7 separate regions of the Mus musculus genome follow, and regions 1, 2, 3, 4, 6 and 7 are each linked to region 5. Evidence: chromatin contacts called from public Hi-C, HiChIP or PLAC-seq and promoter capture Hi-C data. All regions are on one chromosome and are shown on one strand. Each heading gives the region's core, a stretch centred on a gene start, on an enhancer-like site or on the middle of the called end of the contact. The rest is flanking DNA. Distances are from core to core; before and after follow the strand shown.

Region 1 (3,796 bases), core at 1,065-3,564, 2.9 Mb after region 5:
CCTTTAATCCCAGCACTTGGGAGGCAGAGGCAGGCGGATTTCTGAGTTCAAGGCCAGCCTGGTCTACAAAGTGAGTTCCAGGACAGCCAGGGCTGTACAGAGAAACCCTATCTCAAAAAAAAAAAAAAAAGAGTTAATCCAGTTGGGTGGGTCAATGACCTGTCTAAGGGCCTAAATGCTAAGAGAGGTAAGAGTCGTCTTAGTCTATGCTTTTCTCAAACACTTTCTGTTAAGCTCCTCTTCAGGCCTTTTGGCTGCCTGACCACTCCCCACTTCCCCTCCACACATGGCTGCCCTCCATGTTGCTTACCACAAGCGTCATCGCTTTTTCTCTATTTTATTTTCCCCTCCTCAGAGCAGTTACTGAGATTTAAGGCTTGCCTGCCCTGGGGTTTTTCTTTTAAAGTCTAATGAAAAATTCCTCGAGCGTTACCCCAGTGTCATTTGGCCACCAAGGCAGTAGGCACCCAAATCCCTGGAAACACTGGGAACTGAGCTCCGGGCCTCTGCAAGAACAGCAAAGGCTCTCTAACCACTGAGACACACCCACACAACCCCACCCCACGGATAAAAATGACAATGATAAGCAAGAAACTTCCACTATTCTTCCAGGGAGCGAGCATTATCTTTGGACAGCCGGGTTAAATAAAATAAAGTATGGCGATATATGGCACAATTATTCAACCTGTGTTTCACCAAGAACTCAACACTCAGTGGTGGGTGAATATGCCCTTAAGGTCTTAAGATAAAATTACTTTAAAAACCTATGATATTAAGTAACCCTTAAGAGCAAATTGAAGGTTGCCTGATCCAAAACAGCATTCTATGCTCATATATATATATATACATATATATATATATATGTATATATATATGTGTGTGTGTGTACATGTGTGTGTATATATATATATACACACATACATATATGTGTATATACATAGACATATGTATACACACACACACACATATATATACGTGTATATATATATATATATACACACACACATATTATATACATCAATTACAAATAACATTCTAATGTAATCACGCAAGAGATTCAACAAGTACTGAGGCATGCAAAAAATGTTCCTGTCAAACACCAAAGCTATAGTGATATACCGCTTAGTAAGATTAAGGAAAAAAAAGAAAAACACACTAGCATTAGGACATTCTATCAATGTAGTATTATAAATAAATAAATAAATAAATAAATAAATAAACAAACACTTTCTTCAAGCTACACATGGGTTCTATTTGCCAAGATCTATGACGCTTCTTTACTAACCAAAGTTATAACCGCTTACAAGCTCTCTGCCTGTACGTGGATTAGCAACGAGGACTGCTTCCATATATCTGTGGCCCAAACAAGCTTACATTCTAAATCTCTGAGTCATGAAAGTCTTACTGAAGCAAACGCTGTGCTCTTAAATATCACACTTCCATTAACTTCTAGGTAACACTGGGTTCCCTCTCCCAAATTCACACGAAATATGTATTTTTTTTTCCGTTCTCAGTAGTATGTCATTTGATGTCAATGATGGCACTGGATGCCCTAGAATATTTTCCATTTGGAAAAGATGCAAAATTTTCCACTCAAGACATGACAACCTGGCAAACTCATGCCTTTCACTTTCTAACTACCGGATGAAAACCTAAGCAAACTGGACTTTACTAAGCATTTGCTATGTAATAATCACTTCCACCGTATACCTCAGACAGCTGCAAAGGAAAGGTGGACTGAAAAGGGACCTGCATCGCGTGACAACTAGTGAGGCCCGATCCTCTCCTCCCACCTACAGGACCAAAGACCGGGGGCCAGGCGGAGGACGCTTATGCTTGAGCCGGGACATGGGCAGGACATGGGGGACAGCCACAATTACCGATGTTCCTGTGACCCTGCAACTGCTCCAGCGCCGCCCTCTCTTTGCGGAAACCATACTCCGCGGCCGAGGCCGCAGCCCCGGTGGTTCCCGGAGGCAGGAACTGCTTGAGGGCGCCGGGGGGCGAGCCCGGGGTACCGCAGCACCGCACCCGGTACACCGAGGCCGACGAGCCGCTGCCCAGGCGGCTCTGGACCTGCCACAGCCGCCCGAAGGCCTCCAGGAAGCGCGGCGGCTCGGCGCCCCACGCGCAGCCGGACCCCGCCATGGTGCGGGCTGGGCCGAGGACACGCGAGCCGACACGACGCGCCAGGCAGGCCCGCGGCGCCCGCCGTCACATCCCCGCCCGGACCCGCCGCTCCGCAGGGAGGGGCCTGCAGCGCTCCGACCGACTCCCCGGACCTCAGGCCGCCATGACACCGGAAGCCGGAGTGCACTCGGACCCAGCCGGAAGTGGGGGAAAGCCAATCCTAGAGGCTGAAGGAGGCGGGCCTAAGAGGGGCGGGGCCTCCAGGGGGAAAATTGTTTAGCACAAAACAACTGAGATATTAAACTTAATTATTAGAGATGGGGTGTAGCACAGTAGTAAAGTGCTTGCCTTGAATGCGCAAGGAAGGCCCTGGCTCCAGCAAAATATATGATTATTGATTTTTTTGTTTTATTTATCTTTAAAGAGTTATTATATTTGTATTTATATATTTGTGTATTTGTTCCTCATGTGTGCAGAAGTCAGAAGAAGGTGTAATATCTTTTGGTGCTGAAGTTACAGGAGATTGTGAGCTGCCGGGTTTGGGTGATGGGAACCAAAGTCCTGTCCTGGGGAAGATCAGTATTTCCTCATAGCCACTGAACTGTTTGTCTCTTGTGCAGCTATCTTATTTTCTATTACCTATTGTTTCAAGCTGAAAGCTACGTGCTTTCACATCTTCCTGATATCCATCATTACCACCTCCCTTTCTAATATAACTCCGATTTTCTTTGGAACAGTAATATACACAAAAGAAATACCTGGCCTCTCTCAGAAGTGGCTGTGACCACGCCCTCTCTCTAGTCAATAAGACCTTCCTGCATAACTAACAAGGATTTATTGGAAGATCTAACTTGACTCACTTAGATGTTGTGTTTTCTTCCCTGTTACTTCCTATCTCCTGCTTAAGAAAATAAGCGTAAAGCTAAAGACAGATTAGTTGGGGCTAGAGAAATGGCTTAGCAGCTAAGAGCACTGACTGCTCTTCCAGATCAGGGTTCAATTCCCAGCATCCACATGGCAACTCACGAGTGTCTATAACTCAAGTCCCAGAGCATCTGGCACTCTTACACAAACATGCAGGCAGAATTTCAGTGTATATAGAAATAAATAAATCTTAAAAAGCAAAACAAAAAATAAAGACAGATTAGTCATCCTGTTTATGAAGCAACTGAGAGAATAAAAGCAACATATTAATATATTAATTGGATGTGATCTATTGTGCCAAAAAGCCCAAAGTATGTTGTCTTAGATATGGAAGCATTCCCTTCTACAATTAATAATGCAGGGTTCTGCCAATCTCAGTGGACTTTTATCTTTGTGACCTATGTGTTTGCCTTGTCTTTCAGCATTTCATGGTTTTGAGAATGGGGAAAGAGACCAAAGAAGCACAAAAATAGCCAAAATGGTACTGAGTTTTCTGGTCGTATCCCATTAGCTAGTGCTTACCTAGTCATATGACCCAAGCTAGCTCCAGACAAGCTAGAAAATTCACATAAAATTCATAACTAATGGAAGAAGAGGAAACTGGGTGTATAGGGACAAATAAACGCAAGTCTAGATCATTCATGACCCAGAAGAAATGCAAAAGGTTTCTGGATCCTTGACAGCTTGGTAGAAATCCATTGTGCTTCCTAAAACCATCCTCCAGACTTCTTACTGGGGGGGG
Region 2 (4,024 bases), core at 515-3,014, 2.2 Mb after region 5:
TGCTCTTTCTGGTCCAAGTTAATGCCTTCCAAGTCTTCTCCTAAGTGTCCAATGTTGTGTTACACCTGCCTGAGAATTTCTGAGGATCAATTTCCCAACGTAAAGCTACCCAGAGGCTCACAACTGCACTTAGAAGTAATAATGCTCTCTTCTCAGAAGCAAATTGTGTTCATTTTAATAGTGCAATTTCAGTTCCAACTCCTGTGTGTGTGTGTGTGTGTGTGTGTGTTGCGTATACAGAGAAAGAGGCCATCTAACTATAAAGATACTATATACTTTATATACAGTAAAACAGCTCTCTGACATTTTAGTTCAAATAGGACAATTACCTCTAGGAGCTCCCATTTCTCCGTTATATGTAACACTTCAGTGCTAAGCACAACATAACTTACATTATATACAACTGGCTTTGCAATGCAAACTTAAGCAAGCAACTCCCAATTCTGAGGAACTAGATAAAGCATTCCTGGAAAATACGGGGAAGGCTTTGTGTTACACCCACGTAGATCCAGGTACATTCAGCTCCCTGACTTTTGGATTATGATATTTTCGCCTTTTGATAAATGGTTCTTGGTTTAATCCAGAGATGGTGGCGCAATGGAGATACATAAAAAATTGGCAAGCATTCAAACAAGTCACACTGACGCCATTCTTGTGGCTCATGCCCGTAAAGTCAGCACTTGAGAGATGGGAGGTGAGAGACTCCCAGGACTCATAGGAAGGGACCTTTGATGAAATGCCCGGCAGTAGGGAGAGGGAACTTATAGAGCCCACCTCCAGCAGAAAGACAGGACATCAAGTGAGGGATGGGGTTGCCATCCCACTGTCACACCTCTGACCCATAATTGTTTCTCTCTGAAAGAATTCCAGGGATGGAAATGGAGAGGAGCCTGTGAAAAAGAAGGTCCAGTGACAGGCCCAAAGTGGGATCCAGCTCAAGGGGCAGTCCCAAGGCCTGACACTACTACTGAGGCTATGAAGCGCTCACAAAAAGGGATCTAACATGACTGCCCTCCGAAAGACCCAACAAGCAGCTGAAAGAGTCAGATGCAGATATTTGCACCCAACCAATGGACAGAAGCAGCTGATCCCTGTTGTTGAATTAGGGATGGCTGAAAGAAGCTGAGGAGGACGATCCTGTAAGGGGACTAGCAATCTCAATTAATCTGGATCCCTGAGATCTCTCAAACACTGGACCACCAAACAGACAGCATACACCAGCAGATATGAGGCCCCCAACACACATAGAGGACTGCCGGGTCTGTGTTCATTCAGAGATGATACACCTAACCCTCAAGAGAGTGGAGGCCCCAGGGAGTTTAGAGATCAGGTGGGGTGGGGGCATCCATGTGGAGACAGGGTGGGGAGGGGAGGAGTTTGGGATGTGGATCAGTCGGAGGGTGGATGGGGAGGGGCGGGGAATGGAATATGAAGTGTAAAAAAATTGAATTACAAATAAAGTTAAATAAATAAATAAAAAAAGGCTAGTCTCAGGAATATAGGGGTTCGAGACCAACCTGGGATAGATGAGCCTGTCAAATCAACACACAAGTTAGTAAACCCAGATGCCCCGATCCTTGGCCTTGCACCCGGCCCTCCAACGCTCACCCGCTCAAACTCACCTGGAGGCCTAGCAGCTCACGGAAAAACAGTTAAAAACCGAGCGTCCAACCGAAAGCCGCTGACCGTTGTCATTTTTCAAACCGGCCGCCTTTTTTTGTGAGGCCGGCCCCTTTCCGCACAGCGCGCTTCCTTCGCGACGGATGCCGAGAAGGCTCAGAAGACCCACGGTGGGTGGGACTTGACGAGTTGCGCAGCGAGCCAGGCTCCAGATCAGCGGAATCATTCTTCAGGGTTATAGTTTCTAGCCGGAACCGCGATTCCGCCAGACCAGGAAGCGCAGCAGTTAGGGGGAGGAGTTCCGGGATGTGTTTACCGGGTTGTCCCAGACTGGAACTTTGCCTTCAGCGTACCTGATAGCGAGCAGGCAGACAGACGGTTTCTAGCCCCTTCTCTTAGGCTCAGAGAGTAACAGGCAATAGAGGATGTGTTGTTCCCAAATTAATCAAAGGCATTATAGAGAATCCAGGAGTAGTAGTAACAGTCTTACTGTTTGATAAGCATTGATGGGGTCAAATTTTGACCTCACTGGATATTTGTACACATCATTTCTCCTTAGGTCCATGAAAGCTTGAGGGCGGGGCAGCGAATGGATGGATAGACATTGTTAAGGACGTCCAATTTAAATCTTTAATTTACTCACTTTGAGGACTCAATATAGGATAATAAATCTAGAAGCATAAACGTACTGGAATATGATTCTACACTTGCCAAACATGAGCAAAACCACTAGTTCATCTCATCGGTGAGCCATTTCTGTGGCTTACTGACATTACAGGTAACAAAGAATATACAGAACTCTCTATTCACGGGTGTTTTAATATCCTTTGAGTACCTTTACTACTTGATTTTTTTAATAAATAGGTAAGATTTTAATTGTTATATTCTTGAGCCAATATTATAGAACATAGTTTCATATAAGTAGATGGAACATGGCTACACTGAAAATACAGTACAATTTAACATGGAGAATTCTGGCAACGTAGCTTTATATCCGGTTTATTCACTGGGCGGCGCTGCTGCATTGATTTTAACATTACTGAGAATTTCATTCCATTTCTTTCCAGTAATCAAAACTACAGAGATAAACATCGGACACAATGTTCTGGATTAAAAATTTTTTTTTTCTAAATTTATGGGCTTTAAAGTACATGTTTACAGTCCTGGCTTAAGAAGAAAAATAGCATTGAATTCAAGTAGTTGTCTGCATTTTATTTCTCTCTAATCATTCTTGTTAATCTGTTTGCCTCTTCAGTCACGTTCATCTTTAGGAAAGATTTTGGAAATTGAGCTATACATTTGAAATACTTTATGCAGTACTAGTCTGAAACTGTAAAATACCTAACATTCGCTGTTTGTGGTGAACTCTAAATAAATACAAGGAACCACAGACCTGGCATTGTGCTTTAACCCCTTAAAATACTTTCCTCAACGTGTACATGAAGTTATATTATTTTAATGTAGTTTATATAAACACCATTCTGAATCATCAGTCAAACATATTTAATATCATGAAAATACTTGCTCAGTGTTTTTATTAATTCAAATTTTATGTTCTAGTAAATTTCCAGTGTTGACTTTATGAGAGCCCGTGGTGTTAACAGTATTTCAAGGGAGCTGACAAGGATTTCTCAGAAAAATTTTAAAAGTAATGTACTCTTCAAACCATGGTTGTGCTTGCCTCTAATGTCAGTACTCCACAGGGAGAGGCAGGCAGATCTCTACGAGTTTGAGGCCAAGCCTGGTCTAGATAGTATTAGCCTGATCTTCATGGTGAGTTCCAAACCAGCCAGAGTTATATATAAGGAGACTCTGGAAACAAAAAAAGAATAAAACTTAATATATTCTATTTTTTGATAGAAAAGATATATAACTTCAATTTATTTGAATTTGTTACCATCTAAAAACATATTTTGAGTAAATAGACTTACATCACATTCTTCTTTCCCTTTTGTTCCCCAACTCCTCCAGGAGAGCCTCCCCCCATTCAAAACCTTCAATACCTTTCATTTGTTATCATATTCTTTAAAATTTATAAAATTTAAAAATGTTTTAAATTTTAACAAAATAATGAGCATTATCAAAGTTGTCTGATATAAAACAACAATCAATTGAACAGTCTTATGTAGATGTTTGTCTACAGCAATACTGAAAATACACGTGTTTTTCTCAATATAAATTTTAAGTAACTCCAAATATATTAACTGTATGATATTTAAAATAATATTTTAAATAATATATCACTTTTAGTTTTTTAAATGATCATAAATAGATGAAGTCTTTGTTTTTATTTAGTACAGCTGAAAATCTTGACTCTTACTGGGGTACACACACAAAATAAGAACAGTTTTTGGACATCGAAGTTCATTGTAATAAGGTTGTACTTGAATGACCCTCACATCAC
Region 3 (3,732 bases), core at 700-3,199, 2.3 Mb after region 5:
CCTCCTCCTCATCTCTGCTCTCCTTCTCTCTCTGTCCCTTTCTTCCTCTCAGCTCTGTTCCTGCTTCTGTCATGCCCAGGTCCAGTCTGCTGGGCATGTTCAGTTTAATTTCTCTCTCTGCTCTGGCCGCTTCTAGACACCCCTGGCTGTTCTCTCCTTCATAGCTACAATAAACCCCCCTTCTTACCCATACCATAGAGTGGCCGTGCTGTCAGTTTATACAGTTGCCAGGGACAGTGGAAAACAAACCATCAGATGCTTAATCATGGCTTCAGAGAACATTGTGCAGAGACAAGGAGGAAAGCTGTCAGGATTGAAATGGAGTCACACGGGGCAGAATAGTGGCTGCTTGAAATCTCACGACTTGGGAGGCTGGCAAGGAACAGAAGTTTGAGGACAGCCTGCATGTCATAGTACCAAGACACCTCTCTCTCTCTCTCTCTCTCTCTCTCTCTCTCTCTCTCTCTCTCTCTCTCTCTCTCCCTCCCTCCCTCCCTCCCTCCCTCCCTCCCTCCCTCCCTCCCTCTCCCTCTCCCTCTCCCTCTCCCCCCACCCCCAGACAGGGTTTATCTATATAGTACTGGCTGTCCTGGAACTCACTCTGTAGACCAGGCTGGCCTTGAACTCAGAAATCCGCTTGCCTCTGCCTTCCCGGCGCTGGTGTGCCACCACAGCCCTGCTCAAGACCCTTTTCAGGCTAACAGAATGCATTTGTTTGTTCCAGACTTTCCGAAAGAAGCTAAAACCAGGAGTTATGCAGAGACGGTTCTTAGCAGGGAGCTTGACACCCTGAGTGTATTCTAACCTTGGTTCCTTCTCCTGTTCCCTTTGGGGTTTTTGTTTTCAGTCACAGGCCTATCTCACCTCAACCCTGAGGTGTTAAAGCAAAGGGGGACCAGGAGGTTATGGACTTATCTGCCAGGAACAAACCTTCTAAGGAGACACTTGTGTTCCCCTCTTTGACAACCTGACTGCTGACTGTTAAAGAACTCCAAGCTATTACTGCCCCCTCCCTCTCCCCAATCTCCTTCAGGGAGAGGAAACGGCTGAAGCCCTGGGGGCATCCAGAACAGGAATTTGTCTCCTGGAAAAAAGATTTACAGCTTGTGCAATGACCTTGACCTTGTGTCAGACTGGCTTGTGGGAAAGACCCAATGTTGAGACATTAGTGGGCAGGGGAACCTCATTTTGCCTTTTCTCTTTAGCTAGGTGTGTCCCTTGCTTTCTGTTTATGCCCTCCCTCCTGTCAGGCCTGTAGTAGATAGACTAGGGTCACACTGAGCAAATCTCCTTTTTCTGCTCTTCACCATTAACTTGGCTCCCTTAATGGACTCACTGAAGAAAAGACCTGATTAGGACTTGTTGGGCACACAGGCTGTGACCCCCTAGGTCTAGTGAAGATGTGCCAGGGCAGTTGTTGCTTACACCTAACTGCACCAATGTAAGACACACCTGCATCATCAGAGCCTGGACTGGTCCTTTTACCTCGGAATTCCTAGCACCCATCTGAGTGCTCAGGAGATGAGAGATCCTCAGCTAAACACTCTCTCCACCGTGAAAAGAAGCCGTTTCCTCCCCTGTGAGTGGGTTTAGTGTTTGTATCCCAGGACCCTTGGCAGATCTGAAATGGCTCAGGGTACCTTGCTTTCAAAGAAAGCCCACATCGTCGTTCTGGCTAACGTCAAATTTCAGTCTTCAGGCACTAATGATCTTATCTCAGTTTAGGCTCCAACACAGCCCTAACTAAACAAACAAGAGACTGTGGGGACAGAAGCCACCAGAAACATGCCCCAGCAGTGCCTGAAGTCAGGAAAGACTCCCAGCCCCCACCGAAGGCAAACTGCTGCTGAGCTCCAGCCCACAATTTTCGCCCAGGCTGCTGATTGGTCCTCGGAGCCACGGAGCTGTGAGAGAGCTTGTATATATTCCTCAAAGGGAAAGGCTGCCCCAGATTATTGAAGTTTCCACAGACGGTCAGCTGTTGAGAGGTTCGTGCTCAAGTTGAGGATCTAAGCCGCCAGCCAAAATGTGTAAGGGACTGGCAGCTCTGCCGCACTCATGCCTGGAAAGGTGAGAACTGAAATTCTTCAGTGTAGGAGATGAAAATGTGGTGAGCCTTCACTCAAGGGAGGATGCCCAGAGGCTCTGCGGGATGGGGTCCCGCTGAGATGAAACTGATGCTTGGTAATAGACTTGGCTTTGTCTTGTCTGTAGCAGTACTGAGATTTGGAAAGATCTGAGCTAGAGATTCAAAAGGAGATAATCCATGGTCATTTAATATACAGAGTACCAGAGCGCTGTTCCCCCCAACCCCCAGAGGGTGTGTGTGTGTGTGTGTGTGTGTGTGTGTGTGTGCGCGCTAGAAAGAAGGTAACTCCCAACACCGAAAAATAAAAGTATCTGGGTTTGAATTCTGTCTCCCCTACATATTTCCTGGGTAGCTTGAAGCAATTTCTTTAACCTCTCACTTTGCACATCTGTAAAGTGGAAATGGGAAGCATGTCTATCTCACAGGGTGGTTTTGAGGACTGAGTGAGTGAGTGGTCATGTGTGGGAAGTGCTCAGAAGAATGTCTGACACAGTAAACTGTGGGAAAAGTGATCTTCATTCACACAGAGAGATTGGGGTAATGAGGACTCTGCAGGCAGTTTGCAGTGGGGCAGAGGGGGCTTCCCATTATTCCCTATTCATTAGATAGGAGTAGCTTGGTTACTGGGGGAAAAAAAGTCCCTGAGACACAGGGTTTGTCTATTACCTGGAGCTCTGAGACACATGGTTGTCTAGGACTGTGTTGTGGTCTATAGAAAAATCCTATATCTAAAGTCGTCATCTTACTACAAACTTAACAACCCAATACCCGACATGATCTGTGTAGGTAGAAAGGTTCTGCTCTGTAGAGTCCTGATTGATTTTACTTTGACCCTCAACCATTAAAGGGAGTAAAACTGATTCTTGCACAGCCTCCTCTGTCCCCAAGGGTCAATGTCTGTCTGAGAAAGTCATACTGTTTAATGGGCCACCAAAGACTTTTACCTATTTAAAATGTCACATTTTCTTTGACGTTTTTCATTACAGCAATAAATTTTAAGTGATTTTTTTAAAAGAAGAAACAATGGAACATATTCCCTAGAGTCAGAGATGTAAATGTTTTAAATAGATGAAGATAGAAGGAACCAATAGCAGTGACATCTGTAGCTGTATCCACCAGACCAGGGGGAGAGAAGTGGATTCCAGGACTGGGAATTGTTCATTATTCCCACACCCCATGCCTCCCACCTCTCCTACAGAGAGCTCCAGATAGGTGCAGTGCTTAGAACTGAGTGGCATCCCAACTTCTTTGAAGACCAGATGATCCACCTTTGCTTTCTCTCCAACTGTGAGAGTCACACGTTGATCGTTGACCGTGCACAGCATAGAGGGATGAGTGAGCATGGTGAGCCTTTAGCTTACTTGGTATTTGCGTTGAACATCATTAATGCAGTGGATGGAGCTTACATCATTACACTGGGTGAACAGTTGATGCTGTTTATGTGATAGTCTGCAAGGGTTGGGGCATCTTGATATTGTTACTCCTCTTGCCCTAAGTTTTTATGGGAATAATATAGTTTTTAGAGAGCTATAGTGGTGGTATTTTTGCAATTATTTCTTTTACTATCATGTATTGGATTCATTAGCAACATTGGAATTTATTTATTTTTACATTTATCATTTATTCACTAAAGCTGGGACTTT
Region 4 (4,100 bases), core at 1,279-3,778, 2.2 Mb after region 5:
ATATGCAAGGTATGTGCTTACACACTAAATGAATCAATACACTAAATTAATTAATTAATTAATTAATTAATTAATTAATTAATTAATTAATTAATTAATTCTTACAGGCTTTCTTCCACCCACACTCTTGCCAGCTTCTGGCATCAATTCTGTTCTTAAAGCTAGTCATTCTGACTGGGATAAGACAGATTATAGTTTGAATTTGCATTTCCCTGATAGTTAAGGATATTGAACATGTTTAAAAACATTTATTGGTGATTTGCATTTCTTCTTTTGAGAACTCAGTTCCATCTCCTGGCCTACAGATGTTTGTTTTCTTGTCCAGTGTTGTGAATTGCTCCTATGCTCCGGGTACCATTCTATCAGGTGCACAGTTAGAAGGTTTTTCTCCCTTTTGTGAACTGTGTTTTGTTTGATGGACAGCTCTGCCTGCTCTGTGGAAGGATTCTCATCTCACGAGGTGCTATTTGTAGACAGTCAGGCTTATTCCTGAGCAAGCTGAATACTATGCAAAAAGGCCTTCCCTAGTTCCTGGATCTTCAAGTATTTTCTCTAGTTTTATTCTCTAGCAGTTTCAGAACTCTATGTCTTATGCTATGGTCTTTGGAGTTTGTGCTTGGTGCCCCATGAGAGGGAAGGGTTCTGTTTCAGCTTGCTATGTGGGGACATCCAGCTTCTTGTGCGCTTTTGTTAACGTGGCTGACCTTTTCTCAGCGACCTTCTCTGGCATCTTTGTTAAAAACAAAACAACAAACAAACCAGCTGGCTCTAGCTTCAAGCTCTTTTTTCTGTCCTGCTTCGCCTACTGATCTGTGCTTGTGACCGTGCACACTGTTCTGTCTCTGACGCTGTAGTGTAACGTGAGGTCAGGCACACCTCCTACTGGACCTGAAAGGATGGAAATGATCTGCTCATCGCAAAACTCTTAGAGGCAGGCACAACATCCTCGTCTCCAACTTGACTCCTGAGCCCACGGGGACCTGGATATCCAGGGGTGCACACACTATTGTTAAATACTGACTATAAAGTTCAGGTAACTGCAAGGAAATAGGGAGGCCCTGATTTAAACAAGAAAATGAACTATGAAAGCATTACTTCAGAGAGATGACACAGGCACTGCTTAGTACTCAACACAGGGATTTAAAAGTGGACTCAACGAAGAAAGCTAGCATTTTGCTCTAGTTCATAAGACTTACAAAATTATGTTATGAATGTGTGAATAAAATGGGTCAGTCATGAAGAGTATCACTGAGGACAAAGAAATCATAATATTAACTTTGTGAGTCTGACAGCCAGGGTTATCTCCGGCAGGTCTAAAATGTCAATTCCTTGTGATATAAAATGATGATGAGAAATATTAAAAATTATGTAATCTTAGAAATATATCAAATAGTCTAAAAGAGACTTATGAAGACACTGAAGGGAAGAAATGAAATGGGGAGAGGGGTGAAGAATAGAAAAGACAGGGAAGCTTTGGAACCTTACATAACTTTGTCGTTACCTGGAACAGGAAACAGATCTTTAATGCTGTCCAAGGAGAAGAGCAGTGCAAAGCTAGTTGCAGGATCTATGTGAGCCAAAATTTAAGCAGGGTAGTGGTGCCCTGCGTCTGGCAGCCCGTGTGGAGAACACTCTGACAATCTGTACTGTGCATCTGTGTGAAGCGTGGCTATGAGAAGAAGGAAAGAGAACTGACCAAATGCACTCGAGCTCACCCTCGCATGCGCAGCCATCCTCGGGCTGCTGAGGAGCTGATGGACATGAGCGGGCAGGTAAAGGAACGGCAGCACGGCAAGCCGCACTGTTGGCCTGAGCTCTGAGCACACACTGTGTGCTCTGGAGGAGCTACAGCACAGCCAGGGGTCCACTGACACCACACAAGGAGAAAGAATTAGTGTGGATGAGATTTAAACTGATTTTGGCATTTTGAGAATCTAGGCTGAAAGAAATACAATTAGGCCTGCAAGACATTATACTAAGATCTTGAGTTGAGAGCAATCATTTCATCCTAGTATGGTATGGTGAAGAAACAACTTGGCAGAGTTGCCCGTGAAGAAGATGTAGTCATTAACTGATCATAATTTGAACATGAACAGAAGGTGAGACACTGTTGCTGACAACCCAGCCTCCAAAACAAGGCTCTGTGAACAGAAGCTCTGTGCTTCTGGGGCTATAACAGTATTTGGGAAGACTGCAGTTTGTACTACGTTCTACAGAGTAAATAGTGACAGGTAAGAAGCAGTAATGATAAACAGGAAAACAATAAATCTGAAAATTAAAGAGTGGCTGGACCTCCGGCTATTAAACACAATGAGAGACAACTGAAAGACACAGGACCATCTTATGGGTCATTCCATACAACTGGGTATAGATTATTCCAGACGGAAGATCTGAGTCCACCAGAGGACAGACATTGACTATTTTAAATTCAGAATGAGAAATAACATTTTAACAACTACAGCTGTAGCAGAACAGCTTGTGTGGTTATGAGCGCCATCCACAGAAACAATTACAATTACAGAGCCCATCAGCGGCTCTCAAATGCCACCCTATTCTAGAGATAAACAGACGACTCAATTCAGTGGTGGGACCTATTGTTTAGAATCTAATTCAATGTATTTGGGAGGGGTCTTGCTCATTTCAAAACTCCTCACTGAACTGCAACACACAGCTAGTTTTAGGACACAGTGCTCAGTGCCCTTTCAACTTTATAAATACTTATGGAAAATAGACTATGCCCATGTCCATTCTAGGAATGATTTCAGATGCCATGCTGAGTTTTAAAGCACAGCTGATAATGCCAAGAAAGTTGTGTTACTGGTGAGACACATGTGCACAGAGCTAAGAGAAATATGAGATAGCCTGGGCATCTTTAATGACTAACAAAGATAGCTCAAATTCAAGCTAGTTATTAGTTTGAACCTATTAATAATCAGCTCAACACCTCCACCTAGAACAAGCGACATCAGAGTCTGGTTTATTTAAGAAAGTAGGGCAGAGTATCTCAGGTCTCCTTTGCCTTAGATCTTCCCAGACTGTGTGGACAGAGCGAGACAGTGGCAGTGTGAGTACAACTATCACACGTCAGGCAAGCTCAGAAACAGGAGGATGGAAAGGAGTGAAAAGATGAGGCCTAGGAATTCTGAACGGAGTGTGCCTACTTTTAGTAGCTTTTGGTAAAAGGTTTTTAGAGATATTACTTAAAACATCATGAGTAAATCCATCTACCTAATGACTTCAGGACCTGTATTAAGCAACTACTTTTACCCCAAAGAATGATACTCTGTGATATGCTAAAAGGCAAGTAGGGAAAAGGCACAGCAGATGCATAGCTGTGACTATCAGAGGGTATCCCGAGGGCTGCTATACATGGACATAAAAGTGAAGGCCTGTGAGGTCAAGCGCTGCTCTGGAGAACTCAAATCTCTGCACAGGTAACACCATCTACATTTTAACCTCATGGGCTCAGTCTCCTAAAAGCACCCACCTGAGACTTCAATATCTCCCTTTTCTTGGTATCTCTCAGTTGTTGAATTGCAGATTTAATCTTGTGGATTTCTTGATTAACAGTGGTTACTTGCTCACAGACAGCATCTCTCTTTTCTTGAACTTTATTGCAGTCTCTAAAAGGGAACAGAGACACCGGACATAAGCTCTCTTAAGCATTTAAAAGACGAGAGACTGCTAGTGAACCCAGAGCCATTGTGTTGGTACTTGCTTAGCAAGCTCAGAACCCTTCCAGATATCAAAGCAAGCAGACAAACCCCATGAAACCCCACAGTGTGGTACCCTGTAGTCACACCATGGCATGTGGAACCACCTCATTCAACAGTGATTCTTCCTGTTTCCTTGTTTTGTAGAGCTGAAGATCAAAGCCAGGGCCTGACACTTGCTAGACAAATGCTCAACCACTGTTACACTCCAGCCCTCCAAACTTACTTTCTTTAGAAACTTTCTTTAACATGAAGGCTCAGCTCCAGCGCCTCAGTGTGCACATCCAGGCAGTTAGTGGGCATGTGCATCAGTACAGCGTTCCAGCACACTTGTCCAGATACAGACAATCCCAGTGTCGGCCTTTTCCTTTCACATCCATGGACATA
Region 5 (4,073 bases), core at 41-2,540:
GAACATACATCAGACGATCTAAATGTAACAAATCAACATGGGATGGCTGGGCAGAATACTTTAAACACAACTGGCCACAAAACGACCAGCTGTTATCTCTGTACCTGTCAATGATCTTGACCCAGGCCAGATGTTTCCAGATGTTTCTGACCAACCCCAACAAAAGCAGTCCTTTGAGTTCGGGCCTAGGTGTTCTTAATTGGGTACTGCTGTTTCCATTTGAGGACCCAAACCTACACATCTCAGAGGCACTGAAAAGATTAATTCGTACAGAGAGCTGAGAAAATTGACCAAAATTTTTACTAAATTAGAAGAACACATTCCATGCTCGCTTCGGCAGCACATATACTAAAATTGGAACGATACAGAGAAGATTAGCATGGCCCCTGCGCAAGGATGACACGCAAATTCGTGAAGCGTTCCATATTTTTGAGCTAAGACGAAAGGATGGACTATCTAGAGACTACCCCACCCGGGGATCCATCCCACACTCAGCCACCAAACCCAGACACTATTGTATATGCCAGAAAGATTTTGCTGAAGGGACCCTGTTATAGTTGTCTTGTATGAGGCTATGCCAGTGCCTGGCAAATACAGAAGTGGATGCTCACAGTCTTTTAAAAGATGGAACACAGAGCCCCCAATGGAGAAGCTAGAGAAAGCACCCAAGGAGCTGAAGGAGTCTGCAACCCTATAGGTGGAACAACAATACGAACTAACCAGTGCCCCTAGAGCTCGTATCTCTAGCTGCATATGTATCAGAAGATGGCCTAGTCGGCCATCATTGGGAAGAGAGGTCCCTTGGTATATTGCAAACTTTATATGCCCCAGTACAGGGGAATGTCAGGGCCAAGAAGAGGGAGTGGGTGGGTAGGGGAGCAGAGCAGGGGAAGGGTATAGGGAACTTTCGGGATAGCATTTGAAATGTATATAAAGAAAATATCTAATAAAAAAAAAGAAAAAAAGAAGAACACATTCCCTAATACTGTGCTTCTACAAAGCACAAAAAGAAATCAAAGAAATACAGTAAGGAGAATGTTGCAAAAGCTTGCAGGCCCAGTAGAAGGGGTCTCATTATCCTTCCAGGAACTCCTTCGGGATCTGGACCGGAGGACTTGGGTGGTGTGGTGTTCCACGTAATTATCTAGGCCAAAGGTCTTCCAGTTCCAGCCCCAGAAGCTCTCACCAGGCCCTTAATTATGCTGACTAGGCCCAAGCTACTCACTCTAGGCTCTCATTGGCCGTCCTCTCACGCCACACCCCCTCGTGGCACGAGGCCACGCCCCTCCCACTGTCCCTTCCTCCCAGTGGGCTCTACTGGGCTCTCCTTGAGGGCCCCGGGTCTTCACACTCACGGTCCACACCTCCCCGAGGTCCTGTTCCCTAGTGGTCCACCCCTGCCCAGCCAGGGTCGCCTCTTTCCATGGGCCACGCCCCAGAGATTCCGCCCCTCGCCACTCCCTCCTCGTTACCGCGCTATCTCCCCCTCCAGTAGTAATCTGCTGGGGCTTCCGGACGCTTTGCACGCGTAGCAGATGATCCTCGGTGCAGTCGGTTCTGTGCTGACCTCGCTCCTCCGCATTCACCGGGCTGCAGCAGTCGCCGCCATGAGTACTGGCACCTTCGTCGTGTCGCAGCCGCTCAACTACCGCGGCGGGGCCCGTGTGGAGCCGGTGGATGCTTCCGGCACGGAGAAAGCGTTCGAGCCAGCCACCGGTAACCTGGCGCGGGGCGGCACGCGGATGGGGTGGGTCTTCCCCGGCCCTGTGCACTGAGTCTGCTGCCCCGAGTCCTTCCGAGCTCTCCGCCAAGGGTTGCTGAACTTGCGTGGTCGCAGCACGGAGCACAGAATGTTGGGGAGGCTCCTGGAAAAGAGGGGGCGCTATGGGTGCGGTGGGGTGCGCTGGGGGGCCGGGAGTAACTACATGGCTGGAGCAGGAGAGTCTGGCGTAGAACCTGTGGGTCTTTTGAGTTTTGAGAGCTGGGCCTGCAGGAGAGTCTGCTACTGGGATGTTGACTCACAGGTGATTTCTGTTATGCATGATCCACATGACCTTCCCCCTTCTAGTGCTGGGATATTTCTGAACTTCGATGAGAGTTGGGAAAGGAGAGAAAAAAAAAAACAGCAGCCGACAACATCTGTTTAGCTTTAGTGCCTGCTAGCTCTCCAGGTTAACAAGAGAGAGAGAGAAAAAAAAACATTGAACATGTGTAATCACGTGTAGTGCTTACCACTGTTAATTAATGAACTTATCCGTTATCTCCACGTAGTTTCCACCTATGAGTAGTGAGAACTTTCATGCTCTGCACACTTGGCAGATTTTAAGTGAATATGTATTTTACGGTATTATTAGCTGTAATCACGATGTTCATTAGATTTCTACAGTTCATCCTTGCAAGCACTTAATGCTTTGGAGCAAACCCTTAGCACAAACTAAGGAGGAAGCGAGTTCTTTGTTTCTTGGACTTTGGGTTGACTTTTGTGTTTGTTTTGATTATTCTTATTGAATATTCAGAGCAGGGAAAAAAAATGTGTTCTGTAAGCCAGAAGGGCTTGTTTAGTGAGAGAAGTAAAAGTACACTGACCTCCACGAGGCAGGGATTTGCCAGAACCTGAACTGATGGGAGAGGCCATGATAGCTGGGAAGAGTTTCTCAGCCTGCCTCCCTTTAGAGGCACAGAAGCAGCATTGCCCGCAGGTGAGCTCTGGCCATTGCCTTTACTCGCAGGCGATCTTCAGCCATTCTGGTTTGTCCAAGAAATAGGTTTATGAAATCTCAGAAATTCCTTGTGAAAAGAAACTGCTGAAAACCTTTTGTTGGTCGAGTTAGTTGGGTTATGATCCTTCAGATACGGGCTTAAAAAGAAAAAAAAAACACTAATCTTTTTTTTTTTTTTTTTATCTTTGAAAGACCATTTTATTTTATTTATATGTGTACACTGTTGCTGTCTTCAGACACCCCAGAAGAGGGCATCGGATCCCATTACAGATGGTTGTGAGCCACCATGTGGTTGCTGGGAATTGAACTCAGGACCTCTGGAAGAGCAGTCAGTGCCCTTAACCCTGAGCCATCTCTCTAGCCCCAACACTAATCTTTCTGTTATGATGGGGATAGGAGATTGAGACTTTAAGAAAAGACTGGCCTTTAGCGACTAAAGTTTCTTATTAACCTTATTCACCAAGTAGTAGTCTGATAGTCCCTGATTAGAACACAGATAAGGGACAGTTTACAGTAATAGACTGATGACTTTCAACTTGGATTTTGCAAGACTGTCAAGATTCTGAGTCAGTATTAAGAACCATCACAAAATGACTTCTAGAAGGTCAATGTTAGTAAACTTTTTTTTTAAAGAGGTATTTATTTATTATATGTAAGTACATTATAGCTGTCCTCAGATACTCCAAAAAGAGGGAGTCAGATTTCATTATGGATGTTGTGAGCCACCATGTGGTCGGTGGCATTTGAACTCAGGACCTTTGGAAGAGCAGTTGGTGTTCTTAACCGCTGAGCCATCCCTCCAACTGTAATGTTTAGTAAACGTAGCTATCAAATAGAGGAGGGCATGGCCTCTTAGTCTCAGGCTATGGTGAGTTTTAGACACCGAATAGTTTCAGCAGTTTTGTAATGTGGTTAAATTCTTGTTTTTATGGAGCTAGATCTGCAACCCTCGTTGGAGTTTAAAGGGATTCCCAATACAAAAAAAGCTAAGTACTAAATGAGACCCTGGGAGGGATCCATCCTCCAGAGGATGCTGATAGAAACCTCTCAGATGCATTGCAACTGCTTGAGATGAAATCGGCTCTCCGCTTCTTTCTAGGCCGAGTGATTGCCACTTTCGCGTGTTCAGGAGAAAAGGAAGTAAACTTGGCCGTTGAGAATGCAAAGGCTGCCTTTAAACTCTGGAGTAAGAAAAGTGGCCTGGAGCGCTGCCAAGTCCTCCTAGAGGCTGCCCGGATCATCAAGGTGTGTATCAATCGATCGATTGCTGGGTTCCTTTGGAGGAAGCGCTGCTCGCACTGCTCTGAGGGGAGCTGCAGGTAGACTTGGATGCAGCTTTGGGTTGTGGCGTTT
Region 6 (3,621 bases), core at 179-2,678, 2.8 Mb after region 5:
TACATACTATCAATGCACAGCTACTCTGAAAAACAGAGATTTGGAAGCCCTAAGTCATGGCTCATGTTTGTAATCCTAGCACCTAGGAGGATGAAGCAGGAGAATCACCGCCAGTTCCAGGGCAGCCTGAGCTATATATAGAGTGAGAGAGCTGATCTCAAAAACCAAGATGATGATGACAACGATGACAACCTGGGGCTTTTCCTTCATAAAGTCTGAAAAGCACGGGGATTTTTGGAACTATTTCAGATTGCTGCTACCCCCGAGAAAGCTTACATGTTTGACATTTGAGTCTATTTTAGATTGCTAACACGTATGGAATACCGCCTGTTCCCTCTTCCTCCTCTTCCTCTCTCTCTCTCTCTCTTCCTTCCCATCCCACCTGTATGCGTGTGTCTGAATGTAAAAGAGAGATGATATGTAATATTTACTTCCTCATAAGATCATAACCTTTTTCAAGGTTTTAAGATTGTAAAAAGCCTTCCAGAAACCATTGGGCACACACAAGAAATCTATAGACTGAACCTGAGTACAAAGATATATTTTTTGATTATAACAAAAAATAGGGATTTTTTAAAATCCCTATTTTAAGGAGAAATTAGATGTTTACCTCCAAAAATGACATTGCTATTTATTTGGTGAGGTTTTTTTAGACAATGCCTCGTATCTATATTCTTTACATTAAATTTTTTCAGCCCAATAGTTACATATTTATAATCATGAATTTTTACATATAAATACAGCTTGAGACTATTTGCTTTTCAAAAGTATTGATTTTAAGTTTGTGGGTGAGTGTATGCATGTGTGTATGTGAGTACATGCATGTGTGTATGTGAGTGCATGCATGTGTGTATGTGTGTTGTTGTTGTTTTTGAGACAGAATATGCTATCTAACCATGGATATCCTAGAACTTCCTATGTCGTTCAAGCTGGCCTCAAACATGAGGTTATCCTCCTGCCTCTATCTCTCAAATGCTGAGGTTATAGCCATGTAACATCATGTTCTGTTAGAGATGATTGCTGACAGTAGGATAGACTTCCATCTATCAGAACAAACTTGAAACAAAAAAAAAGAAAATAATTGTAATTTGAAGTCTTATTTCTCCTTTAAGGGAAGAACCAGAACATAATTTATAGAACATGAGCTCAGGAAAGACCAAAAAGCACACACTTTGAAAGGAGCAGCCACATCAACCGTGATATTTTGTGTCTGTTTTGTTTCCTTAACCTTTATGAGTAACAACCCCAAGGGGGATGGGGGTGGGCGCGGTAAGCGATCTTCGTCTGGACTTGGCGATGACCTTTACAGTGATGTCAGTAAGAAATCACGGCAGACAGATCGTCAGCAGGAAGGGTGCCGAACTGGGACTGGAGCACCCGCCCTCCTCAGTCACTTTCATTCCAAGAAGGGGAGGTTTCCATTCCCTCAGGAACTGGCAGATTCTGGGCAGAAGGGGCCACCACTGCCAAAGCCTGAGTCATTGCCTTCCATGCTCAGGCAAACCCTGACGAGAAACATTTCATTCTCTCCAGCACTTGGGCCTAAATTTCACAATGGCTAAGGAACCTTTCGTATAGGGATTTTGCAGTCAGGGAAGGAAAATAACAAGAGTCCAGGTGGCAGAAAGTTGACAGGCAGAGAGATCAGTTAATCGCACAACCTGGATTCTGAAGCCCCTTTTGGTAGCCATGGGGAGGATCTGATCTTGATTCGGTCTTAGAAAGTTACCTTTCTCAAATGTATGTAAGTACCCATCTCGAGTTCAAAACTATACAAAAATCCAAAGCAAACCCCGGCTGCACACAGGTGGGTTGCTGTTGTCCCTGAGAGCCTCATAGTTTAGTTATCTACACAAATGAAATAATCCCGCTGCCATGACTTTGGGGTTCCCACAAGGAGAATAATCAGGAAATCACTTAACAGAATCCTCTGTGTGTGTGTGTGTGTGTGTGTGTGTGTGCGCGCATGAGTGCGTGCCCAAGGTTTCATGCAGGTTAGTCAAGGCGCTACCACTGACCTTCTACAGCTTCCACAAGTAGCTCTGACCTTGTCATATCTATACACTGTCTATGTGTCTGTCTTCTCATTCTCCAAAGGCTCATTGAATTGTTCCCCCAAGCAAAAGCCAATTAGATCTCTCTAGAACTATAAAATATAGCTTGCAAAATTATAGTAGTTTAGCAATCTGCAGCTGCTATTTAAAACTTGTTTTAGAATGACTGAAATTTTCCTAGCTTCTTGTTCAAAGCTTATCTTTGATTATGCCATCAAAAATAATTTTTCCTTCTGTTTATTTTTGAGATAGGTTCTCACCCTAGCTTAGGTTGCCACTGAACTCACAATGCAGGCCAGGCTGGCCTCGGATTTGAATGCATGGCCCTCTCCTTTCCTGTCTTGGCCTCCTCAGTGCTGGGATTATAAACATAATAGCTGCCCACCTGAAATTATCTTCTTTAAAAACAGACACTCCTCACATTATGAACAATGTCTTTGGATAGGAAGAACATCATTTGTTTATCATACAATCCCTAGGCAAGAGTCACGTGACCTGCCTGTTCCGGGGTGGGCTTTGAGTTTTGCTGCCTACCCAGTGTGATCGGGCAGTCCACTGTTTCCCACTCAAGGGCTTTCAGCCTGGAATGCTCTAACAGAAGCCACAACTGCTATAGTTAGTATTTGATTAAAACTGCATTTTTTATATAGGAGGTATTGTTTCAAGCTAGTTTTTTTTTTTTTTTAAAGGCTTGTGAACTACGCTAGAAAACTGAGACGTGCTTGGTCAGATTTATAACCTTGGAAGTTAGTCATTATTAGCCTTATTGTATATCTTTTTTTTTCCCCCTCATGCAAACAGAAAATTAACTTTTGGTTATTTTGTTATTCTGTTTACAATTGCTATGAGCAAAATACCTGACAGAAATGGAGGAGGAATGGTTTCTTTATGGAGGGTCATGGTTTCACAGAGCATAGTGGGCAGGGCCTGGTGGACAGGGTGTATTTGAGCAACATGTCTCACGTCATGGCAGACCAAGAGGCAGAGAGAGGGTGGAGACTGCTGATATACTCCGATAGCTCTCTCCTTTCACCCTTCTGGTAATCTGGGCTCAGCTCATGGGACGATGCTGCCCACCTTGTGGGTGGGTTTTCCCCAGCAATTAATCCTCTCTGGAAATTCCCTTACAGGCATACCTACCAATCTCCTAGATAAGTTTAAGCCCAGTCAAGCTGTCGGTAAAGATTAACCAGTTCACAGTCATGTCCTGAAGCATGAAACAGGAGAAGGGAATCTGAATGTGCAAAGTGTCCAATAAATATTGACTATCTGCATAAAGCACGTGTATACTAGTCACACATACAGTCATGAAGCTAAGTGTGAAAGGCATAGTTAAAGAGAGACTTAAGGTCTGAAATTCTGCCTACACAGAGGACAGACCCTCTGAATTCATCCCTACAACTTTACTCCTGGCATTAGACACTCTGAGAAGCAACTGGCTCGCATAGATCCACACCTACATTAACTGTAAAATATCTTTTTGAATTAATGATCACTTACTACCAAGATTTTCATCCAGGTAATGGGTTCTCCTTGGAGTATTTATATAGCTATTAGCTATGCGATA
Region 7 (3,871 bases), core at 795-3,294, 2.6 Mb after region 5:
CACGCCAAACACAGGTGGAGGTCATCGTCTTCTGCCAGCAGTCGACCGCAAAGGGCTAGCCCAATGCCACTGAAGGGAGAATTCAGGCACAAGCATGAGCTCATTGAAATGGTGTTAAATGAAGGCAGTTCTCTCTGGTTCAGAAACTTGACAGTGTCAATATGAGCTCCAATGAGAAATCCAAGCAGATAGAAAATACCCAAACATTATGTGAAGAAGGAATCTCCCGATTAGCCATGTTGATAAGCAACATCCAGTTGTTCCCCTCTAATATGGTTCAATGACACAGTGAGTGAGGGTTGGAGCACCTGTTAGGGTGTGATTTAATATATCTCTAGCAAATACTTTAAGGGGGGCCGTATTAGTTGTTTACCGTGTCCCCATTTTCTTGTGGTGCCTTGGTCCCGCAAAGGCAAGGGTTCTCACCACTTCTTGGTACTGTTGCTATTAGGAAAACTGTAAATCGCAGTAAGTGAACCAACCGGTGAGGTTTTGGTTTGGGTTTTTGTTTTTTGGGGTTTTTTTTTTGCTTTGTTTTGTTTTGTTTTCAGGAGAATACACAGTAGCACAGCTTGAAGTTAAATCCCTGTCAACTACTAAGTCACAGCAGAATAGCCAAGAGTTTAAAAAAAAAAAAAGCCCTCAATACAAGTAGACAGAAAGCAGAATCAGCAAGCAGATAGAGCCGAAGACAAAGAAGCAGGAAAGAGCAGAGCTAGGAGGCTTCAGATGCACTGGGTCACAAAGAGTGATATGAAGGTCGCAGCAGATGGGGCCCACTGCTGGTAGCGAGGCCATTCTGGGTAACAGTAAGTTCTCATGCAGACTGCCAGCAAAGGGAGCTCCAAAGTGAGTCTGGAATCCACAGAATCTGGCGGCCCTGCCAGCAAAGTACCAAGCAGATACCGGCCTATTCATCCTTACTTTAAATACCAACTTTAGTATAAGTTGCACACACCACAGTATATCAAAATCACACCAATTCAGGTCTGACTTCTACAGGCACTTTCCACTCGAGAACGGCCAAAACCCAGCTGACCTAAAGGAGAGCGCACACTAACAAAAAGCCCAAGACAGACCCCTCCACTGGTTTAGTTAATATAGATGTGATTGGGTCACTGAAACAGGCTTAAGTGGCATTTAACAAATCCTGTATTAATTCCTCAAAAAATAGCAATGTAACCAATTGGGGGTAGGAGGGGAGTTGGTTGGGTCCATCCTCCACACATTCTTCATCAACAAATGATAAGTAGGTCAAGGGTCAAATGGGCAAGCCTGGAATAACTTTGCTGGCATCTGCATCAGGATAAGCCTTAGTTGCTAGACTGGTCGTTCTGTAGGTTCCTGGAAAGAGTATATGAAAACATGCTGCAGGAGTGAAATTTCCTCATTGTCCTAAAGTTCATGGATGCTGACATTTAAACACCCCGAGTGTTTAGGTTTAAAGTGAACTGTGGGCACCTACAATTAACTACTCTCGGAGACTGACGGTCCCTAGAGAACAACTGTCCAGCATCACTGCCAGGCTGACCAGTCACTGGCGGTTTAGCTTTCCTTTCCACTGTCATGTTTAATTCAAAGCGCCAGCCACCGAGCACCGAGCACCAAGCGAGGCAGGCATGACCACACCTCTTGGAAAGCCAGGGAACGGGGTCTCTGCGGACCCCATCGAAGTGAATCACCGACCTGCGCTTCCCCCCGCATAGACTCCGGGGTTCCATAGGAGGTCTCACCTGCTCGCCCCGGTGATCAAAACCACCTTCCGCATCTTCCACGCCCTGCACCGAAGTAGAACTGCACCGGGGTTCTCTTAGCCTGAACCTTGATCCGTGACCACGCGCACCTCGACCAATCAAGGCTCGGCCCGGCTCCACCTCTCCTGCGTCATCCGGTCCGCGCGTTAGGCCCGCCAATCGCGACTCGGCATCTTCTCTCCACGCCCAGACCGGGTGAGGTGAGATAGGCCGAGGGGCGGAGCCACGTGACACAAGGGTCCTATAGCCAATCCAGGCAGTCGCCGCCCCCAGTCTGCGGCGGGGGCTTTGTTCTGAGTGAAGCAAGCGGGCGGCAGAGCTGGAGGTTTCACAAGGCTGCTGGGAGAGGCTTCGGTGCAGGAACCCAAGTCCAAGTTTGCTTCTTAGGATGTGTAAAGCATGGTCTTTAAGAAAGAGAACCTGGATTTCATTGAATTGTATTTATGTCGAATCACGAGTAAGTTAGCAATTTCAAGCTCTGAATGTGGAATGAAACCAGAGAATCTCAGAACGCTAAAGGAATGCGTACTGTCATCTCCTTCAGACCTCTCAGGTCGCTGTAATGAGCTTTATTTTCTCACTCTCTCTGCCTCTCTCTCTCTCTCTCTCTCTCTCTCTCGCTCGCTCGCTCTTTTTTTTTTTTTTTTTTTGTCTCCAAGCCATCCCAGATGAGTACTTTGGAGGGAGCAGAACTAGGTAATCAGGGAGGGGCAAATGCATACATTAAAACTCCCTTTTTTTATTAAGTTCAATTCGCATAAAAATACCCTGCGCAGCTGTTATAATCGTTATCCCAGCTTTCGCTACTTACAGATGATTAATATTGAGTGAAAGGACTAATACTCATATGATTGAACAAACTATTCCTCTTTCAGAGCTGTAATTACTAGGGATAGCCGTGATCCTAAATGATAACGTCTTTTCTGGGCTTTAATCTATATGTTTTGATTAATGATACCAACAAACTGCTAAAACTTAAGAAAACTGGTTGATCATTTCAACTGTTCTTAAAAGACAGTAACTTAACAAATTTTCTAAAGCCTTGAAGTGGAAAAAAAAAAAAATCCCTGATCTTGAGATTCCATACCCAAATGATCCTTTTTAAACCCTGGAGTTCAGAAGTGGCAGCAAAAGAACAGAGAAAACTGTGTGGCTCTCCCAAAGAAAGCTCACTTTTTAAAAAGAAATTGGAGAGCCTGGTGGGTGGGTTGGGTGGCAGACAGGTGTGTCCACACTGCACCCTAGGGTAGCATGAAAATGGCCCACCAGAAAACTGTAAACTTAATTAACATATTATGACGTTTATTTTGAGTTGTTTTTTTTTTTTTAAGTTCTCTTGTGCAATTATTAGCATGAACTCTGTGCATGAAAGCAACATCAGGAGTCTGCCTGGGTCCGAGAGGAGTTCAGCCTTACTACAGCCTCAGATGAGAACAGGAGTGGGACCAGCTCTGAGTTAGATGAAACCCAGAAGACTTCAGAGAAAGTCCTCTATCACTTCCAGCCCAGCCCAGTAAGGGAAACTGGGACTCTTCCTCCTTTTGTTCTACTCAAGTTGCTGCTTCCAAGGCTCTGTGACCGACAAGGGATGGACTGGACTATTAATCTAAAATGTTTAATTTTTAAAGTCATTTGTCATAGAGAGTCACAACCCCGAGCAATGAAAATATTTTTTAATTCATAGGTGAGTGTTGGGTTTTGGTTTGGTTTTGTTTTGTTTTTACCTCACTCCAAACTACTCATCTTGGGTTTGTGTTGTCCTGGGGTTCTTCAGTTGGGTACCAGAACAGTCTGGTGCACAGTGAGTGAAGCTATCACTGGCAAGCCTTGGCATGAGTTGAGCAGGTGTAGTTAACTCAACATTAATTGTGCTCCTTGTAATAAATCCATCTCTACCCTAAAGTCAGACCGTGATCGCTTTTCCTTTTAGGGGACAGTAGGTAAGGATGAGAGACATATCTTTTGCTCTGAGTACAAAGTTCTATTCTTGGTTCTTAGAAACATTCACAGAATAGACGGCCTCTAATTTGCAAACGGGACTAATGAATAACTTCCAGTTGGGGCTGTGTAGTTTCTCATGTTCATATTTTTCAATGCTCTTCCCTTAAAAAAAAATG

Evidence for each region. Promoter capture Hi-C pulls out the DNA fragments that hold promoters and counts their contacts. Hi-C and Micro-C count contacts between places; a contact is called where the count stands out from the background. HiChIP or PLAC-seq counts read pairs in DNA pulled down with a chosen protein or histone mark.
Region 1: an H3K27ac HiChIP or PLAC-seq map of large pre-B cells shows a contact between it and region 5, with 6 times the contacts expected there. The contact joins the promoter of Uhmk1 here to the promoter of Aldh9a1 in region 5. A contact is called at or near these places in 4 of 39 promoter capture datasets (hippocampal neurons, liver and pre-B cells) and 1 of 115 datasets of contacts at active chromatin or transcription factors (large pre-B cells).
Region 2: a promoter capture Hi-C map of pre-B cells shows a contact between it and region 5. The contact joins the promoter of Nuf2 here to the promoter of Aldh9a1 in region 5. A contact is called at or near these places in 7 of 39 promoter capture datasets (the 3T3-L1 cell line, 3T3-L1-derived adipocytes, the C10 cell line and 3 more), 1 of 484 Hi-C or Micro-C datasets (B cells), 1 of 115 datasets of contacts at active chromatin or transcription factors (astrocytes) and 2 of 9 other capture datasets (adipose tissue and liver).
Region 3: a promoter capture Hi-C map of hippocampal neurons shows a contact between it and region 5, with 2.8 times the contacts expected there. The contact joins the promoter of Rgs5 here to the promoter of Aldh9a1 in region 5. A contact is called at or near these places in 1 of 39 promoter capture datasets (hippocampal neurons) and 1 of 115 datasets of contacts at active chromatin or transcription factors (astrocytes).
Region 4: a contact with region 5 is called in a promoter capture Hi-C map of hippocampal neurons, with 6 times the contacts expected there. The contact joins the enhancer-like site here to the promoter of Aldh9a1 in region 5. A contact is called at or near these places in 5 of 39 promoter capture datasets (the 3T3-L1 cell line, 3T3-L1-derived adipocytes, hippocampal neurons and 1 more) and 1 of 115 datasets of contacts at active chromatin or transcription factors (large pre-B cells).
Region 6: a promoter capture Hi-C map of hippocampal neurons shows a contact between it and region 5, with 3 times the contacts expected there. The contact joins the enhancer-like site here to the promoter of Aldh9a1 in region 5. A contact is called at or near these places in 7 of 39 promoter capture datasets (the C10 cell line, cranial neural crest, embryonic stem cells and 3 more), 1 of 484 Hi-C or Micro-C datasets (B cells), 3 of 115 datasets of contacts at active chromatin or transcription factors (astrocytes, embryonic forebrain and large pre-B cells) and 1 of 9 other capture datasets (liver).
Region 7: a Hi-C map of B cells shows a contact between it and region 5, with 6 read pairs. The contact joins the promoter of 3110045C21Rik here to the promoter of Aldh9a1 in region 5. A contact is called at or near these places in 2 of 39 promoter capture datasets (liver and pre-B cells), 1 of 484 Hi-C or Micro-C datasets (B cells), 1 of 115 datasets of contacts at active chromatin or transcription factors (astrocytes) and 1 of 9 other capture datasets (liver).

What each region holds. Positions count from the first base shown.
Region 1 is chr1:170,213,093-170,216,888 of GRCm38.p6, forward strand. Uhmk1 (U2AF homology motif (UHM) kinase 1) reads right to left here and starts at 2,315. Exons shown (of 8, transcript NM_010633.4): 1 at 1,881-2,315. The coding sequence starts at 2,148.
Region 2 is chr1:169,529,700-169,533,723 of GRCm38.p6, forward strand. Nuf2 (NUF2, NDC80 kinetochore complex component) reads right to left here and starts at 1,765. Exons shown (of 15, transcript NM_001355159.1): 1 at 1,623-1,765. It overlaps Gm34624 (a long non-coding RNA gene), which reads left to right and starts at 1,878. Exons shown (of 3, transcript XR_373698.2): 1 at 1,878-2,398.
Region 3 is chr1:169,653,552-169,657,283 of GRCm38.p6, forward strand. It overlaps Rgs5 (regulator of G-protein signaling 5), which reads left to right and starts at 1,950. Exons shown (of 5, transcript NM_009063.4): 1 at 1,950-2,070. The coding sequence starts at 2,027.
Region 4 is chr1:169,500,978-169,505,077 of GRCm38.p6, forward strand. It overlaps Nuf2 (NUF2, NDC80 kinetochore complex component), which reads right to left. Exons shown (of 15, transcript NM_001355159.1): 14 at 3,488-3,623. Among named protein-coding and RNA genes, the nearest start is that of Nuf2, 28 kb to the right of the region's middle. Within about 2 kb of position 2,529, at least 2 of the 459 cell types and tissues checked have an H3K27ac peak or open chromatin away from gene starts, as enhancers often do. A contact at or near this core is called in hippocampal neurons, where this site is marked.
Region 5 is chr1:167,348,701-167,352,773 of GRCm38.p6, forward strand. It overlaps Aldh9a1 (aldehyde dehydrogenase 9, subfamily A1), which reads left to right and starts at 1,291. Exons shown (of 11, transcript NM_019993.4): 1 at 1,291-1,716; 2 at 3,820-3,965. The coding sequence starts at 1,536. Gm24182 (a small nuclear RNA gene) reads left to right here and starts at 325; the gene lies at 325-431.
Region 6 is chr1:170,187,388-170,191,008 of GRCm38.p6, forward strand. No RefSeq gene overlaps it. Among named protein-coding and RNA genes, the nearest start is that of Uap1, 14 kb to the left of the region's middle. Within about 2 kb of position 1,429, at least 68 of the 459 cell types and tissues checked have an H3K27ac peak or open chromatin away from gene starts, as enhancers often do. A contact at or near this core is called in hippocampal neurons, where this site is marked.
Region 7 is chr1:169,967,365-169,971,235 of GRCm38.p6, forward strand. 3110045C21Rik (RIKEN cDNA 3110045C21 gene) reads left to right here and starts at 2,045. Exons shown (of 3, transcript NR_040438.1): 1 at 2,045-2,211; 2 at 3,086-3,438. It overlaps Hsd17b7 (hydroxysteroid (17-beta) dehydrogenase 7), which reads right to left and starts at 1,841. Exons shown (of 9, transcript NM_010476.3): 1 at 1,734-1,841; 2 at 1-69. The coding sequence starts at 1,768.